2 separate regions of the Mus musculus genome follow, and region 1 is linked to region 2. A link is a contact called in public HiChIP or PLAC-seq data. All regions are on one chromosome and are shown on one strand. The core of a region is the stretch at or near the end of the contact, and the rest is flanking DNA. Distances in the headings are between cores, read along the strand shown.

Region 1 (2,700 bases), core at 25-2,524, 160 kb before region 2:
TTTCAGTTCTGCAACATTAGCCACTTAGATGAGTCTACAGTCAAACCACCCTCAACACGCCTGATCTCCACTGGTCTCAGAAGCTAAATCGGGGTCAGGCCTGCTTGATGTTTAGATGCAACAGCACTTGGGAAGACCTGGTGCTGTAGTGAAAACCATAAAATAAAGAACCGACTTGCGGGGCATGGTGGCACATGCCTTTAACCCCAGCACTTGGGAGGCAGAGGCAGGTGGATTTCTGAGTTCGAGGCCAGCCTGGTCTACAGAGTGAATTCCAGGACAGCCAGGACTACACAGAGAAACCCTGTCTCGAAAAACCAAAAAAAAAAAAAAAAAAAAAAAAAACCAATTAACCCCCCCCCAAAAAAACCAAAAAACCAAATCCCCCCCCCCCAAAAAAAAGAAAAAGAAAAAGAACCAACTTAAATGAATATTGTTAGGCTTAAAAAGTAAGCCTGGCCAGGTGTGGTGGTGAATGCCTTTAATCTCAACACTGAAGAGGCAGAGCAATTGAGGATCTCTGTGGATTTGAGGCCAGCCTGGTCTAGAGAGTGAGTTCTAGGACAGCAGGGCTACACAGAGAGACCTCAATCTTAAGAGAAAAAAAAAAATGAATACAAAGAAACAAAAAGAGTAAGTGATGGTTGCCTATAAGAGTCAGAATGAGGCAGATCAGAAACGACAACTTTTGTTGTTGTTGTTGTTGTTGTTTTTTGTCTTTAGTTTTGGTTTTTGAGACAGGTTTTTGCCACCACGCCCAGCTGCTTTACAACTTTAATTGGCTGCTGGGTGTGCTCTGGATTGAGTGGTGGTGACCTTTGGTAACGAAATGGACTTTTTCTGTACGGGGGCAAGATGGCTTAGCAGTTATGTTTCCTCCGTGTTTCATGGTGTGGTCTCTGCCACCTAGCAGCCAGAATTTTGTGCCATGCCTCCCTCTGAACAACAGCTCAAGTCTGAAGTCTCTAACCAAGTTTCTCAATCTTCAGATTTTCCAACCTCTTTTTTTTTTTTTTTAATCATATCCTTCTAGTGAACATAAGACATTTACACTCTATTATCAGGGGAAAGCAGTGCTAAATGATGCCAAGTGGTGGGTTTCTAAAGAAAGATAAATAACATAGGGTTCCAGGAAAAGACTCTCAGCCCCAAGTCTGAGCTTTCAAATTCTACCCCCCAGAGAGCCAAACAAAGGGTCGCCATCTGTCTCCTTAGTCAGTGCAGTTTGCTTACTCATGGCTCGTGATGTTCCTCTGAGAACAATGAGTCAGCAAACTTGCAGAGCTTTAGCAAGAGTGCAGGAGGAGGCTGCCTGAGAACATCAGATTTAAGTGAGCAATATGGAAAGGAGTCACGTGACGTTATTCACTAGCCATTTGCTCAAGTAGGGGGTTTCCCACTCTAAAAAGTACGTGCACAGATAAAGAGAAAAAGAGAACTAAAATAATTAAGATATTTGAGCTAGAAGATACCTTGGTATCTTCAAATACACACCTTTTTTTTTTTTGAGGAAAATGTACATCTGCCTGTTATTTTCTGATGAAGCCCCGTCTACACCACCAAGCCATTGCTTTCCTGACTTCAGGAGCCTTGCCTGGTCTTGCTTGCTACTTACTAGAATAGCATCGAGCACGCAGCCAGTGAATAGTGAACATAGTATGCTATCAACAGAGAGTAAGTAAACACAGAGTCAACACCATATGAATAACTAACAACTGTGTTCCCCACATGTTAGACAGACAGGCTTTAATCAACCAAGGACATGTTAAATTCTACTGCAAGTATAGAGCTCTGAGAGGAAAGGCTTCCCAGTGGAGACTTCCCTAAAGGAAAGGTTACAGCTCTCTGCAGGGGAAGGTTTCCCCAGTGGGAATGTTAGAGGTCTGAGGGAGAAGGTTTCCCCAGTGGTGGGAGTGTTAGAGGTCTGAGGGAGAAGGTTTCCTGGCAGTTCAGAGCCAAAGAATACCACAAAGTTACACCACAGAACAAGAGACTTGTGGCTGTTCATGTTCGAGTGAGAAGCAGCAGAGAACTGAGCAGGAAACAGGTTTATATAGGGTTTCTTTTTCTTTTTAAGATTTATTTATTATCATACATAAGTACGATGTAGCTGTCTTCAGATGCACAAGAAGAGGGCATTAGATCTCATTACGAGTGGTTGTGAGCCACCACGTGGTTGCTGGGATTTGAACTCAGAACCTTCAGAAGAGCAGTCAGTGTCCTTACCCGCTGAGCCATCTTGCCAGCCCTATATAGGGTTTCTTAGGGGCGGAGCTTTCCAGGATTGAAATTTCCAGGGTGGAAATTGGTAGGATTTCAAGTCCTAAGCTTGGGGCAAGCCCAAGCATTGAGGTTGTTCTGAGCCAGGGATTGGTGGGAGTTTGATCTGAGCTCAGAGATTGAATTGGTGTTTGTTTGTTTGTTTGTTTGTTTGTTTGTTTTATAGCTCAGGCATTGGTGGGTTTTTTTAGCTCTGGGATTGGTGGGTTTGGGGTGGGTTTTCAAACCTGGAAGTGAGCTCAGAGCTTTTACCCTACATCTACTACGTACAGTGCATATACATTTCTAAATTTCCGTGACTGCATTAGTCACTTCTAGTGTTGCTGTGGCAAAATAACAGCTGATAGAAAACACCTCAGGAGGTGAAGGATTTCTGGTGGCTCACACTGTAGGAGTAGGAGTCCCTGGCTGCCTGAGCTC
Region 2 (2,700 bases), core at 151-2,650:
CACATGCTCTGAGCACAATGCTCACACACAAACGCCACACATGTGCAAGCATGTGCATGCACATGACCTGACCCTGTGATTCAGGTGCAGAGAAGAGGCACAAATCAAGTGTATGCTACAGCCAGGTGTCGTAGTTCGTGTCTTTAATCCCGACACTGGAAACAAACACAGGCAGGCTTCTATGATTTGGAAGCTAGCCTGGCCTACATAATGAGTTCTGGGACATTCAAAGCTACAGTCAAAGAGTGAGACCCTGTCTAAACACAACATACAGAGAGAGAGAGAGAGAGAGAGAGAGAGAGAGAGAGAGAGAGAGAGAGAGAGAGAGAGAGAGAGAGAGAGAGAGAGAGAGAGAGAGAGAGAAAACAAAAAAAATAGTCCAAAAAAAAGTTCATTATGGATATAATTCCTCTGAAAAGAGAATAAAAACTGATTTTTGCATGAATCCATTAATCATTTGTTTTTATATTTCTAGCCACCTACTTATTTAGCTAAGCCTGATTCTGTGACTTATGAACACAGTCCCACCTTATATTCCATGGATGCCATGGAGCAGGAAGGAAGAAAAGAAGTAAAATAGAGAAGGAAATCACTTTGCATAGTAAAGAGTGCAGTGGAAATAACAGGACATGCTAAGCTGGGTATGGTGTCCCGTTCCATAACAATTACACTGACTAAGATAGGAGTATTCACTATCAAAGGACAGTAAAGGCTACCTAAAAAGACCCTGTCTTTAACACACACACACACACACACACACACACACACACACACTAAGCAAAATGAAAAACCCAAGAGCATATTGTGATAGTAACTGGGCAGAGTGTCACCCTCACCCACCTAAGCCTCCATGATTGACAGTAAGAGACTCCCCTCCCTGAATTCCGAAGGGAAGTGATCTCCTGGTGTAGGCCTTGCAAGCACCAAGGTCAAGGACAGGGAATGAGCTTAATTAGTGTGTGGGAGGCCTAGAAAGCCACTGCTGCTGGGTGGAGACCAGGAGAAAACAAAAGATGGGGACTTGGGGGGGAAGGGGGTAAAGTGTCTCAGTTTAAACAATCCCTGGCTTCCTGGGGGCGGGGTTGCAGGGGAGACTAAAGGCAGAATTTAAGACTTTTACTTGCAGAGAAATGGAACCACAGGAACCCAACTTAAATTCTCACACAGAGAGTAATCCCCAAATTAACAAAACCGTGTGAACAGTTAATTTCTGGACATCTGAACCAGGTCAAGTTATAAAAAGCGATGGCTCAGAATATAACAATAAGTAAGGATATCCTACACTGCCTTGCTTACTGCCTTGGGAGAATATTCCAATGGTAGTGACAGGGGGGGCTAGTAGGGGGTAGAGCCTTTGCCTGACATGCATGAAGCCCCGGGTCTGGTTCCTAGCAGAGGAAAGAGGAGGGAGGGAGATATTTCAATCCAGGTAACATACAGGGGGTAAACACCCAGACATAACCTAAAGACCGTTTAGGGCTTTTTCATACAAGAAGCCCAGGGAGGCAGGAGATCATGCACTGGAGTGGAAGCTGCTCAGATGGAGCCCTGGGGTGTGGGGGCCAGTATGGTGACATGTGCCTTTATTCCCAGTACTCTAGAGGCAGAGGCATGAGGATCTCTGGGAATTCAAGGCTGGTCTGGTCTACACAGCAAGTTCCAGACCAGTCAGGGCTATGCAGTGAGCACCTGGCTTAGGAGATCAGAGGTTGGGGGATGTAGCTCAGCGGTTTAAGAATTTAACACAGCAGAAAATCAAAGAGTACAGCTGCCAGCTCAGCTTTTCCCTGCCACTTGGGATCAGTCATCTTTCCACATCCTTATCCAAAGTGGAAACTTAAGGCTGAGAGTTGGCTCAGTGGTTCAGAGCACTTGTTGCTCTTGCAAAGGACCCAGGGAGTCCGTTCCCAACATCGACATAGCTGCTAACAACCATCTATGACTCCAGCTCTGGGAGATCTGAGGCTGTCTTCTGACCCTCAGGAATACTGGATATCCATGGTGCACAGACATATGCACGCAGAACAACACACCCATAAAGTGAAAGTAAATACATCTTTTAAAAATGGAAACTTAATATTAAACAGAGTGGAAGATTATCCTGGCACCATCTTCCAACACTGCTCACCCGCTGCCATGTTTTTTTGGTTTTTGCGTTTTGCCTTGCTTGTTTTTTGGAGATAAGATCTCACTATGTAGCTCTGGCTGGCCTTGAACTTGCAGATCACAGAGATCTGCCGCCAGAGTGCTGGGGTTAAAGATGAGTGCCCCCACTCCCAACCTTTTCAACGTGTTCCCGTTTTCTCAAGATATCCATGCAAATGAAATCCATGAGTCTCTGATATTAGTTGGCATCCCAAAAGGACACCTCCCTTGTATTTTTCTGTCCTTGGCTTTCTTTGGGAAAGCTTCTAGTTAACAGACTTTTGAATCCAGCCCCGGCTCTCTGCCTCTCAGCAATGTGGGCTTGAGCACATGAAGTCTGGGTTCCCTCCTGGGTAAATGGAGTAGATTGACCTGACAATGTACAGGTCAGACACTTGGGCCCGCCTGGCTGAGGTCCTCAGATACTCTAGAGTGGCTCTTGTCAATCCATCACATCGTGTTTGCTTCTTCCTTTTCAGGCTATTATGGAAGGCAGTGGTCGGATCAGGGCAGAATCCTACCCTGACAGCAGCACACTGGTCATTGACGTGGCAG

What was found. HiChIP or PLAC-seq counts read pairs in DNA pulled down with a chosen protein or histone mark.
Region 1: a contact with region 2 is called in an H3K27ac HiChIP or PLAC-seq map of embryonic stem cells, with 16 read pairs. The contact joins two enhancer-like sites. A contact is called at or near these places in 1 of 39 promoter capture datasets (hematopoietic stem and progenitor cells), 6 of 484 Hi-C or Micro-C datasets (Th2 cells, bone marrow-derived macrophages, cumulus cells and 2 more), 7 of 115 datasets of contacts at active chromatin or transcription factors (all in embryonic stem cells) and 3 of 9 other capture datasets (adipose tissue, liver and pancreatic islet).

What each region holds. Positions count from the first base shown.
Region 1 is chr10:88,707,460-88,710,159 of GRCm38.p6, reverse strand. No RefSeq gene overlaps it. Among named protein-coding and RNA genes, the nearest start is that of Gm4925, 22 kb to the left of the region's middle. Within about 2 kb of position 1,274, at least 68 of the 459 cell types and tissues checked have an H3K27ac peak or open chromatin away from gene starts, as enhancers often do. A contact at or near this core is called in embryonic stem cells, where this site is marked.
Region 2 is chr10:88,546,056-88,548,755 of GRCm38.p6, reverse strand. Mybpc1 (myosin binding protein C, slow-type) reads left to right here. Exons shown (of 29, transcript NM_175418.5): 17 at 2,625-2,700. Among named protein-coding and RNA genes, the nearest start is that of Chpt1, 43 kb to the right of the region's middle. Within about 2 kb of position 1,400, at least 14 of the 459 cell types and tissues checked have an H3K27ac peak or open chromatin away from gene starts, as enhancers often do. A contact at or near this core is called in embryonic stem cells, where this site is marked.